Regions from separate parts of the Sus scrofa genome. Here region 1 is linked to region 2. Evidence: chromatin contacts called from public Hi-C data. All regions are on one chromosome and are shown on one strand. Each heading gives the region's core, a stretch centred on a gene start, on an enhancer-like site or on the middle of the called end of the contact. The rest is flanking DNA. Distances are from core to core; before and after follow the strand shown.

Region 1 (6,307 bases), core at 1,484-3,983, 510 kb after region 2:
CTTATTTTGGAAACAAATTAGCCTTGGTTTGGCTGGGTTCAGTGGAGTTGAAGGCAATTTTAGAGAAAAAGTTTATGCTTCAACAGACGTGAAATTCTAGTTCTGTTCATTGAAGTCTGCACTTATGAAAATTATTGTGTTAGCCACACTTTTGCCCTGATGTTCAGAAGGAAAAGAAGACCATCTGGTAGAATTACCACGGAGTAAATACTCATGACGCATCACTGCTTGTTTTCGGTCCACAGCTAAAAGCACATGGACAATGCTAGTGAGACAATTGAGTATAAGTGATAAAATGTATGGCCTATACAGTATTTCTCTATCCATATAACTCTGAGCCTACTCATGAGATCTGATTAGTTTTCCCCCCTATGTGAATGACTAGGTGAATATAAAAATGGCCTAGCATCACAGGACATCTTCTGAATCTAGGGTAGAAGCCAGCATCCCAGTATCAAGGGACAAATACTTTGATCATGAGTATTTTCTATTGAAAGATTTGCAACCAAAAGGGGAAATGATGGGGAGTTCCCTTCGCAGCTCAGTGGTAAAGAACCTGACTCGCATGCATGAAGACATGGGTTCCATCCTGGTCCTTCTCAGTGTGTTAAGGATCCAGTGTTGCCTTGAGCTGCAGTGTAGGTTGCAGATGTTGCTCGGATCCCATGTTGCTGTGGCTGTGGCGTAGGTGGCAGCTGCAGCTCCAATTCAACCCCTAGTCTTGGAACTTCCATTTGCCATGGGTATGGCCCTAAAAAGACAAAAAGGCAGGGGGATGATGGAGAAATCTGTAGTATTGAGGTATGGGGAAGTTACCACCAGGAACAGAGAAGCCCCCACAGAGGATGGCAGGAGGGGAGATGGGGTGAGTCTGGTTCTTGTTGAAATCTCGAGCTGCTGCACCAACCTGGGAATGTCTCCAGACTTCTTGGTGTACCAGACAGTTATGTCCTGTTTTTTAAAGGTTGCTGCTCAAAGTGTGGCCCATAGGCCGGCAGTAACAACACTACCTGGAGCTGGCTGGAGATTCAGGATCAGGGGTCCGCTAAGACCTGCTGGTCCATTTCTGCATTTTAACCTGATGACTTAATAAGCAGCTTCTACTGGCCTAAACCCTTTAGAGTATTCTGTAACTTGCAACTAGGAGCACCCAGCTGACACAGATGTGGTTCAGCAACCTGTGTGTCTACCTGCCTGTACCATAGTAGCTCCCCCTGGTATATTGTTGGGAGAGTCTACCCTTTAAATTCTTAGAAGCGCCTTCAAACTAACTGCACGATGCTCTCTGAACCTGTTTCCTTAGATGAAAAAAACTTTTCATCAATATGTCATACACCTGAAGATTACAACATCAGAAGGGAAGGAGGTTTGCAGGAAAGTTTGATGTAGCCTTAAATTAAGCAGGAGATTTCTCTAGGGCTGACAGTGCTGATTTGTTATGATTCCATAGGTTACTTTGCTTTTATTTTCCTTCTCACTTCTTTTTTCTTTTCTTGGTTTTTTTCTTCTTCTTCTTCTTCTTCTTCTTCTTCTTCTTTTTAGGGCCACACCCGGGGCATATGGAGGTTCTCAGGCTAGGGATCAAATCAGAGCTAATGAGCTGCATCTATGACCTACACCACAAACGACAGCAACGTCAGATCCTTAGCCCACTGAGCGAGGCCAGGGATCAAACCCAAGTCCATCGTGGATACTAGTTGGATTTGTTTCCACTGAACCATGACGGGAAATCCTCTAAGTGCTACATTTTAATAGAGCATCAAAGAGAAAAAGAACTGTCTTAAAATAATCATGATAGTAAGTTGGCAGAGTAATAGGAATAGAAATATTTGGATACTACTTTTTTCCCATTTTAATTCATTTTAGTACACTTTAAAGTAATTGGATAGACATTAATGGATAACTTCATAATGTTTGTGTTTGTGTGTGCTGGAAAATGCTTTTAATAGATGATACATTTAAATAAGCAATGCTAAGCATCATCTAGTATAACCTAATTACTGGCTTTTTGCATCAGAAAAAAAAAAAAAAAACCCTAGTAAATGTAGAGAAATTCAAGATGTTTTCTCAGTTCCCAGAACATAATTTTCTATCATGGGAATTATTTTGACAGTATTAGCAAATGGGAGCTTTTTTCCCTCTTGCTTTTGGACATGAAACCGGACCTTTTGGCCCTTCTACAAGTGATTATTAATCTTTCCAGATTTCCACTATTTAAAAAGCTCTATAAAGAAGTTCTGTGGAACACAACACTGTAACCGAACCCAGTTTGAAGACAGATGACTAATTTCCGAAACTATTTCTGGATTTTCCCTCTTACTACTTGTAGCCTCAAACAGCTCCCACAGAAAATTTCACTGTGAAGTTCTCTTCCCTCCCGTCCCAGCCCCCTCTTCCCTTGAGAGGTAGAAAGTGGAAGGTTAATAATGGAATTTTTAAAAAATGATTCCACTGGGCCCGGCCTGCTATTCACTAGCAAGGAATGTGGTTGTGCTTATATGGCCGAGGTTAGTCTAAAAGAATTTTCATAAACCACCAATCGCATTACATCAATGCATCATCTGAAATCCCATGGTGATTTTCCTAAACATAACTAGCTCACTGGCTTCACACATATTATCTCTTCTTGTCATTGCAAAAAATTCTCTAAATGTTTATATTCTTACAGGGCTGTGCTAAAATGGCCAGTTAGCTAATGTGGAACCTTAAGGGGAAAGTATTGCATAACCCACCAAGAAATAAGGCTGGGATGGAAATATAGCCATCAAGCTCAACTGTCAGAATATCATGCCTCCCTAAAACCTGCATCCAATACAAGGCATCTCATTAACTCCTTTGTCTCTCTTTCTCTATGATTGGGGCAGGATGGGTGGGGAAGACTTTGGTATGGAAAGGGCAGGGGTTGGAAACGACAGGTCGCAGTAGAGGGACTTGGAGAGACCCATTTCTCTTTCCAAAACACCGTGTGACAAAACTGCCCTCCACCCCCAGCCCTGGCCTCTCTTCTAAGTTCCAGATGCAAACATCCAGCTGCTTCCAGGGCATCGCCACAGGGGTCTCCCTCGGGCACTTTACGAGGGCTTGGCTCTGCCCTGGGCTACAGGTCACCAGCCAGAACCCCTGAGGACCACCCCGTTTGTCGCCACGCTGTCCCCTTAGCACAGGGCCCAGGGGTGGACATGTGAGGTCGCCAGTCTGCCCATTATAGCGGGACTCGCAGTGCCCCAACCATCACCACAGAAGCTGAACAAGGGATCCGACCTGAGGATGGAGGAGAAAGGCAGTAATTACACAGAGGATGATATGCTTGGGAGAAGCATTTAACTCTGAGTGCTAAAAGGACTATCTGAGCATCCAGGGGGAAAGTCTAAAAACCCCAAACACCAGAGTTCCCTTTGTGGCTCAACGGTTAACAAGCCCAACTAGTATCCATGAGGATGTGGATTCGATCCCTGGCCTTGCTCAGTGGGTTCAGGATCCGGTATTGCTGTGAGCAGACGTGGCTCGGATCTCGAGTGGCTGTGGTGGTGGTGGAGGCGGGTGGCTACAGCTCCGATTGGACCCCTAGCCTGGGAACCTCCATATGCTGCGGGTGCAGGTTTCAAAAGACAAAAAAAAAAAAAAAAAAAAAAAAAAAAAAAAAAAAAACCCAGAAAAACAAAAAACAAAAACCCCAAACTCCTCCCCATGGTGCTTTGCATGCACAGCGCAAAGCCTTTTCCCTGCCCACTTCGAGCTGCAAAGGTGTGACTCCCAGCATCTCAGGGAAGCCCACCCGGACTGCTCTTCCTGTTACTGCCTCTCCAGCCCCCTCCAGGGTCTGAGTTCTGGCCACTCTGTGTTCCTTGTTGTTTCTCCAAATGCTGCAAGCTGTTCTATCCTCCCTGCCATCATGCTTATTATTTTTCTTGGACTTCCTTCATCTTTTAGCTACTCTGTCTGACTTCTTCCAAATCCCTCTAGTCCTTGTCTTAAGCATCCCCTTCCCTGAAACCTCAGCTGAGTTAGAGGAATAGCAGTATCAGTAAGGGTGCTGCACTGGACCCTGTAACACAGGACCCGTCTCTTTTTCTCATGCACTTCCTCTAACTCAGAGGCTTTGCATCCTCAGTGCTTGGCACAGCACTTGGCACATACTGTTTCATCAATAGTTTTTGGGAAAATGAATGCTGTAAAGAATAGCATGCTTGTGTCCAAGACCTGGGATCAATGTCCTGCTTTGCTATTTGCAGGTGTGTGTTTTTGCTGAGCTAGTTTAATTTCCCTAACTTCAGTCCTCTTGTCCATAAAATGGAGATAATGATAAATTTCCTTTCTTACTCTAGTGAGGATTAGCATCAAAATAAGAGAGTTCATGTCAAACTCAGAAGTCTTATCCAAATATAAGCTTTTATTTTCCCTTAGGCAGCACCTGCAACACATGGACTTTCCCAGGGTAGAGAACAAATCAGTGCTGTAGCTTTTGGAAACTCTTGAGTCTTTTGTTTTTTCGTTGTTTTGTTTTGTTTTGTTTTGTTTTTTTGTCTTCATGGGGCCATACCCTCAGCATACAGAAGTTTCCAGGCTAAGGGTTAAATCGGAGCTGCATCTGAGGCCTGTGCCTCAACTACAGCAACAGCAACCTCGGATCCGAGCCTCACCAGTGACCTACACCACAGCTTTCGGCAACGCTGGATCCCTAACTCACTGAGCAAGGCCAGGGATTGAACCCTCATCCTCATGGCTACTAGTCAGGTTTGTAACCCACTGAGCCACAATGGGAACTCCAACGCTGGGTCCTTTAACCCACTGACCAAGGCCAGGGGTGGAACCTGCATCCTCACAAAGACAATGTCAGGTCCTTAACCTACTGAGCCACAATAGGAACTCCCAGATACAAGATTTTCAAAAAGGAAAAGAGAAAATAAGAAGAAAAAGAACAGCCAAAATTTGCGTAACTTATACAAGGTGATGGGCACTGTTCATTTCATCCCTGTAGCCATTTCTGAACAGAGGCTACATCATTTGCCCGGGACATGGACATCAAGCTAGGATGCACCAGGCCGTTTGGATCCAGAGTATGCATGCTTAAACGCCCACTACGGTAATAATGATTAACGCTAATACTGACTGCAAGTTTTCTATATGCTGAACTCCACAAGGAGCATTTTATAAATATTCTTCTGTCCTATATTCTCGGCAGCTCTACCAGTGCACCCATTGAGCAGATGAGAAAACGGAGAAAGTGAGGTGTTGTCACTCAACCATGGGATGAGGCTGCTGTCCTGACCCAAGGCCCATACACAGAGCCCACGTTAAGCTGGGGAGGGGACACAGGAGGGTTGAACACGAGGGCCACAGCACCCAGGCCTGAGGATCCACGGAGGAAGCTGAGTTAGGGGTCAAGGATGACGCTGACCATGAGGCAGCTTTGACGCTAAACTCAAAGCCTTTGATGGTTTTCGAGCCTCTGCGGGAAAAGGAGGATGTGAAACAAAGGGCTAAAGCTGAGGATTGTTGGGAAATAAGTGGGCTGGCAAGTTCCTCTTGAGTTTAGAGGAAGAGCCTTAGGCAGTCAGGCAGAGCCAGGGAAGGTTCGGAAGCGCCAGGCTGTAAATGGGGTCCCCTGGGAACGTCTCTCATCTGTAAAGAGCCCATGCTTCTCTTTCCTCACGTTGGGTTAACATTCTGATGTGCTCAGTGGGGTGTTCGTGACAGATTGAGGTTAGGAGTTTTTGGTGGGAATACCACAGACGTAAAATGCTGAGCTGGTCTCAGCTCATCAGATCAGAGGCGCCTGAAGTCAGTCTGTCCCACTATTGCTGCAGTTGACTTTGATCGCCCAGTGAAGGTGGGGTGGGCCAGGCCTCCCTGCTCTGAAGCTACTGTTTTCTCCTTTGTAATCAACAAGCATTTGGTGGGGGAGTTTCCATCGTGGCTCGGTGGTCATGAACCATGCGGGTCTGGTCCCTGGCCTTGCTCAGTGGCTTAAGGATCCGGCTTTGCTGTGAGCTGTGGTGTAGGTCACAGACACAGCTCAGACGCCAAGTTGCTGTGGCTGTAGCCGAGGCTGGCAGCCACAGCTCCTATTCGACCCCTAGCCTGAGAAATTCCATATGCTGTGGGCACGGCCCTAAAGAGACAGAAAAAAAAAAACAAACATGGGAAAGTGTGTCAAGATGATGGATTTAATCCTGTTCGCTCATCACACTCGCATTCACTAGTTCTTGCGTTGATTGGTGGTTGTCTGGATCCATTATTACCGTGGTCATTGCCGAAAGGTGACTTTTTAATTCATTCATTCTTTTTTTTTTTTTTTGTCTTTTGT
Region 2 (6,424 bases), core at 3,780-6,279:
GCTGGATTGAGAGTCCTGGTGGATAAGGGACTTGAACTTGACCCTGTGATGTAGGGTGGGATGGAGGAAGGGGCCTCCAGTCAGTGGGGAGCCTGGAGCAACATCCCTGGGGTTCATAGGAACCTTCTCGTTCTGGAGACCTCAGGCTCTGGGCTGGTTTAGGAAACCCTGACTCAACATACTTCTTGACCATTCTCTGGACTTCAGCATCCTCATCTGTGAAGAGAGGAAAAATCATTCCAGTCCTTGCTCTCTTAGGGATGCTGATGGAGAAAGAAGGGATAAACAGAGCCTGATAATCATCCTGTGTGTGAAACCCGCAAAAAAAAAAAAAAAAAAAAAAAAAAAAAAAGGAGTAGCATCTCCTTTCAGACTGAAGGCCCCTGGGAGAGCTCGACCTCTGGACGCTGGCTGTGGTCCCAGGCATCCCAGGGAGCTCTCTGCCTGCCAGCAGCGCCCAGATGAGCAAAGGCACCCAGCAGCACACTGCTGCCCCAAGCACCTGTCAGAATTGAAGGCCATAAGCTGCCCTACAAACCCCCAGCCCACCACCTCCCTCCCCACTTCTTCTTGTTTTTGTCAACATTCGGCCCAAGAACAAAGACAACAAGATGCTTGATAAGCCGGTTCCACCGACCTCCACTGGGTACTTCGTGAGATCATGTACATGGTGGGAAAAGCAGGCAAAAGGGAGGTGACTTAAATGGGTAGCAGGACACTGGCACCGAAGCAGACCCCCCTCCAGTCAGAGGAGGGGATCGTTACAAAGAAAAGCACCGCCCAGTTTAAAGCCGCACACAGAACCAACACCCGTGTCAATCGGCTTTACGGGGCCATTAAAACATTTAGACACTTGTTCGTCCTGGGCCACTCTTCTCTTCAAATCAGTATGATGTTCCTTCCTGCACGCTCTGCTAGGAGATTTTTTTCCCTCCGTGTTATTCCAGTGCTCTATTCTTGTGCACTGAGCAATATTCTCCTCTGGGCTGCTTTCTCACTGAGGGCGAGGGGTTGCCTTAAAGTGCCAGCGAGTCCACTCTATTCTGAGTCCCTCCTGCTGTGTGTTATCATTTGGAAACCCAGTGTCCAAAGTTGACTCATGGGGCTGTATCCTTTTGTAATGCTCCCCAGGGATGGTGTGTGTGTGCGTGTGTGCGTGTGTGTATGAGAGAGAGAGAGACTCTGTGTCAAACAGGTGTCTGTGTCTTTTTTTTTTTTAATCGGACCTTCTTGGATGTTGAATACTCTTCTTTCTGTTATCAATCAACTTGATCACTGCTTTTCCCACTTCAGCCCAAAGTGTGCAGAACCGGCTTCCCCACTCATTGGCATGGACCTTGGGCCTGATGCACTGTCCCTGCCATCTCTGTAAGAGCCAAGCATTTCGGTGAACAAGGGAAGGTCTGCTTTTCCTACACCTCGTGGAGATTGGCCCCTGTTCTGGCCCCTCTGGAGTGAGAGGGTGGGGCCGGTGCTGGGAAGCCCCAAGTCTGGCAAGAGGTAGGTCCACAAGGAACAGGTGGCATATTTCTACATCTGCAGGCACTTCCTCAGTGGAACCTGAACTTTTCTTTTTTAGGGCCGTACCCGCAGCATATGGTAGTTCCCAGGCTAGGCATCAAATCAGAGCTGCAGCTGCAGCCACAGCAACGCAGGATCCCAGCTACATCTGTGACCTACACCACAGCTCATAACAACACTGGATCCTTAACCCACTGAGGGGGGCCAGGAATCAAACCCTCACGGACGCTATGTTGGGTCCTTAACCCACTGTTAAGAGAACTCCTGGAGTTCCCGTTGTGGCGCAGTGGTTAACGAATCTGACCAGGAACCATGAGGTTGCGGGTTCGATCCCTGCCCTTGCTCAGTGGGTTAAGGATCCGGCATTGCCGTGAGCTGTGGTGTAGGTCGCAGATGCAGCTCGGATCCCGCGTTGCTGTGGCTCTGGTGTAGGCTGGTGGCTACAGCTCCGATTAGACCCCTAGTCTGGGAACCTCCATATGCCGCAGGAAATGACAAAAAGACAAAAAAAAAAAAAAAAAAAAAAAAGAGAGAGAGAGAGAGAACTCCCTCTTCAGGGATATTTTCTATCTTAAGTCTGAAAACAATGACCTTTTGAGATGGCTATGATGATTAACTCCTATTTTACAAACGGAAAGGCCATGGCTCAGAAAGGAGCATCAGCCAAGAGGCCAACCCAGACGTCTCTGTCTTATACCCCTGGCTCCCTGGCCTGACTGCACAGTAGAGTCAGCAGGAACCTTAAACAGACTGAAGCCCAGGCTCCCTTCCCAGAGCACGATTGCTTTGATTTGGAATAAGGACTGAGGGTGCCTGGGCATGGACAGTCTTTAAAAGTGCAACCTGTCCCCATTGTGTGACCCATCACTGGTGCTCCTGACCTAGGGGACTCAAAACCATGTGGGGTCCTAGAACAAGAAATTAAGGATCAGAGCTGCATCTGGGTTCCAGGAGGTTGGGTTTCTCCACTGGAGGCTTGTGGCGTTGACTGATGTTTTCTCAGATGGGTCGTTGAATGTTGCCAGGACAGTTCTCTGGGGAGCACCAGCAGTCCCCAAATGGCTCAGTGAAGACGGAAGGTCTTGAATTGTCTTGGTTGATAGGAATCTGACTTGGTGGTTTTGACTATTAAATCTCATCATTTTTCTGTGATTCGGATTCCAAGTTTTTCATGGAAGAACAGGGAAATCTTGAACATGGAGAGGTCAATGTCATGACCAGCCTGTCTGTGTGGACTCAGCAAATTGGGGAATGACATGGAACTGAAATGCCTCCTTTGCTTCCTCTCGGTCTGCAGAGTCTGATAAATAGGCCAAGGGAAGGCCTGAGAAGGCGTCAGAAGCTGTTGTCAGCCCAGGATGACTCAGAGGAACCTGTGAGGTCCGGGCTTCCTTCAGAAGAATCTGGGAGATCTCAGCCTCAAATGCCATGACCCTGTGTCCCTAGGTGACTTTCAGGATGACCAGCAAAAGACAACACCCAAGGTCTCTTTGGGTCTGGGCTGCTGCCTGAGTAATGACAACATTGAAAGCCCCTGGGTGAGTCTGATGTGCAGCCTTCAGAAGAAAGATGTTCCTTGGATGTTCAGGGTGCTGGGGGTACAGAAGCACCTCGAGTTCTATGGGGTCTGAATCTTGTCTAGTCCAGGATCTTTTGAAAGAGTAGATCATGTGAATATACTTGGAAGTTACAGAAGGGAGACCACAGGCTCATGCACTGTCATCAGAGGGGCTCCCAGGGCCTGAAGTCATAGCTCGGGTTCCCCAGGGGCCAGAATTCGTCCAGTGGGAAGTTTAAGGGCCTGGCAGCTTCATGAGGGCGGCTCGGGATGGGTGTCCATCCAGATGGGCTGTCCAGGTTTGTGTGAGTCTGGCCCACCTGGGACAGCTCTGCTGGGCCATGCGAGCCCCGAAAACTGCCATGCCCCTTCCTCTGGCCATTCCTGATGGATGTGAACTCTGCAGCCCTTGCTGACAAACACCGGCCCCCACACTCCATCAGAGTTGGCTTCCTGAAGGACTGCCTGCCTCGAGGTCCTCCAAAGAACCCAGTGCACACACGATTCATACCTGCATAACTGTGCTGCAGGGAGTGTGGACTGGTATGGGGTCAGAGGGCACATGCAGCTTAGATACTGGTAGCTGATGTCCGATTGTCCCCAGGACTCCACTGCATGTCGCCTTGCCTGTCCACTTCTGCTCACTCTGGCACTATGCCACTTCCCGAGGCCTGAGCCAGGAGAAGAGCCTGGGTTCCTGCTGCGCAGAGCCCCCATCCTTTGGGCCTACAAGGTTGTCAGCCTGTATCTCAAGCTGTGTGACAAGGCTCACGGGCACCAACGGCTGTCCTGGTTGAGGACCATGTCCACAAGGCCCATGGGCACCAGCTCTAGGTCCACCTGGGTGTGTGGGATGGCAGCTCTGTGCAGTGTCATGTTCGGGAGGGTACCCCCTCCCCTGGCAGATGGGTGATTCCTTCTGAAGCCAGCAAGTGACAACTCGGTCAGGTTGTGCTGGGCCCTGGGCACACTGTTATAATGACCTAATGAACTGGGGACAGGGTGGGGTGGGTGAAGGGCAGAATCACAGTCCCCAGGTGAGTGTTATTGCTGAAACCCTCAGGCGGAGGGGCCTGCTCTCAGGAATCTAACGGTGTAAACCTGACCCGCTGGATTGAGGCTACCCGTGCCAGGTCCATGCCCAGGGTAATTTTTTAGAGTTCTTTCCAAGTAAAAACCTTGCCACCTGACTCAGAGGGGGTTTATTTTATTGGGTTAAACCTCTTTTTTTAAAAAATTAAAATATAGTTGATTTCCAATGTTGTGCCAATTTCTGCTGTACAGCAAAGTCACCCAGTCATATATATATGTGTGTGATGAGAAAAAAAGTACATATATATACACATGTACATATATGCATATATACATCTTATCTTCTATCATGCCTCTCTTAAGAGGTAAGAGGGAAGAAAAAGACGGGAGAGACAAGAGGGATGACCATTGTGTCAAGTCTCTAGTTTAGGTGGCCTGACCCTGACTGTGGCAGGAAGGCAGCGGGTCCCCGGGGCCCCTCCCACGGACAAGGCTGATGCTTAGGGTGCCCTTTGCCTCTGGACAGGCGCTGTGTGCGGCCATTTCCCAAGTGTCCACTAGGTGGCAGCCTAACACCTGGGCATGAGCTCACCAGTCCTGCTGACAGTGACTGAGGTTCTGCTTATTTTCACAAAAGCCTGAAAGTCGCCAACTGGATGCAGTATTGGAAATCACATTTCGGCGTGTGTAAAAAGATGTAGCAAGTGATTTATTTTCGAAGTAAGTAGTTGGCAGCTGGCTACTCGATTCAGGGAAGCAATTTCTGATCTTTGCCATTAGGTATTGGCCAGCTGAGAGGAATTTAAATGTTTCTCTCTGTCCTCCTGTTAAAAGATCTGCCTGCCGTGGGCTCGTGCCCACTGGCTTGACCTTGAGGTGGGCTCATTGATCTGGATGCTGCATGTTTGAGCTGGAAGTGCCCCTCATCCAGGCTTGTTCATTTCCAGCCAACAGTCCTTGGGAAATGAAAGGCACATCACATATTCCTGGAGAAGGCCACCCAGACAACAAAAATACTCAAGCTGCTTAATTTGGGCTCAAATAGTCCAGGCTTTTCTTTCTTTCTTTCTTTCTTTTTTTGGCCGTGCCTGCGTCATGCGGGATTTCCAGATCCAGGGATAGAACCGGAGCCACAGCCGTGACAATGCTGGATCCTTAACCCTCTGAGCCACACAGGAACTCCGAGGTCCAGGCTTTTGATTAAGAGAACGACTGGAATCTATGAATTTACTACAGAGTCAACATGGTTTGGTTCTAAGGAGGTAGCACAGAGTATCTCTGATTTAATCCACCCTGTTTTACAGGGGAAGCAACTAGGTCCTCAAAATAGGTGTGGACTGAGCCATGGATCTCATAACCACTTGCTCGGAGCCCTCTCTGCTCCATTCCTCCTGGGTCATCGAGCCTCAGGAAGCAGAGGAAATTCCACTGCAGGGCTGAGCTGTCATGTCTGGATTCCCGGACACAGAGCAAAGCCAAAGAAGAGCCACCTCATCAACATGCCCCCAGATACTGGAAAAATGTCAAGTGACCGGTGACACTTCTAGGCTGGGAAAAAGAGATGCATTTCTGCATCTTTTCTCACCTCCTTCTAGTTAAGTGACAACTGACCCACAGGTAACACTACACAGAGGGTGTGGATTTTGACCCCGAATGAATGTGCTTTGTCCACCAGTTCCCCCTGCACTAGGGCTGACTGCTACAAAGTGTTTCCAGCGACTATGCTCAGGAGTTGAGTCCTAACCCTCTCACCACAGCGCCTCCAGGAAAGTTCCAGTCCACACCTGGGGAGATTTGGCTCGGGAAGTAAGCTTTTATATTCTGACCAGGGCATCACATTTTATCCCGTGTTTCTGCAGCATGAGAGGGTGAGGTTAGACTTGGAACTTAGGCACAGGCTGTGGAAGGGCTTGGAGAAGGAGAGGCAAGCTTTTACCACAGAGGGTGGAGGCTCCTCACACTTTACTTCCCAGGCATCTAAGGAGCCTAGCCCTGCGTGATGAGTCCAGCACCTGGGGGACAACTCCAGGACTGGGTTCCAAAGCGTAAGGGCAACTGCCACTGTGCTTTTGCCCGGGATTCCCAGGTTGGAGGGCCGAAGGGCTGTCAATCCACGTGGACCCTAATGGGGGTGCCCTGTGCCAGGGTCGGGGGCATGGCTATAACACAGGGCCAAGCATGGGCCTGGCCTCTTTGGATGGTCCAGGGGGAGTCACCAGACCACAGGCCCAGCACAGAGCCTGCTGCTGCCACACAAATACAGCCTGACCTGCTCCCACATGAGCAGAGCTGCCATTCACAGAGCAGGTGGTC

Evidence for each region. A called contact is a pair of places that touch in the nucleus more often than the background predicts.
Region 1: a Hi-C map of embryonic fibroblasts shows a contact between it and region 2, with 4 times the contacts expected there. The contact joins two enhancer-like sites. A contact is called at or near these places in 1 of 47 Hi-C or Micro-C datasets (embryonic fibroblasts) and 1 of 2 datasets of contacts at active chromatin or transcription factors (alveolar macrophages).

What each region holds. Positions count from the first base shown.
Region 1 is chr14:2,679,123-2,685,429 of Sscrofa11.1, forward strand. No RefSeq gene overlaps it. Among named protein-coding and RNA genes, the nearest start is that of NFIL3, 79 kb to the left of the region's middle. Within about 2 kb of position 2,734, at least 15 of the 83 cell types and tissues checked have an H3K27ac peak or open chromatin away from gene starts, as enhancers often do. A contact at or near this core is called in embryonic fibroblasts, where this site is marked.
Region 2 is chr14:2,167,897-2,174,320 of Sscrofa11.1, forward strand. No RefSeq gene overlaps it. Among named protein-coding and RNA genes, the nearest start is that of SYK, 67 kb to the left of the region's middle. Within about 2 kb of position 5,030, at least 7 of the 83 cell types and tissues checked have an H3K27ac peak or open chromatin away from gene starts, as enhancers often do. A contact at or near this core is called in embryonic fibroblasts, where this site is marked.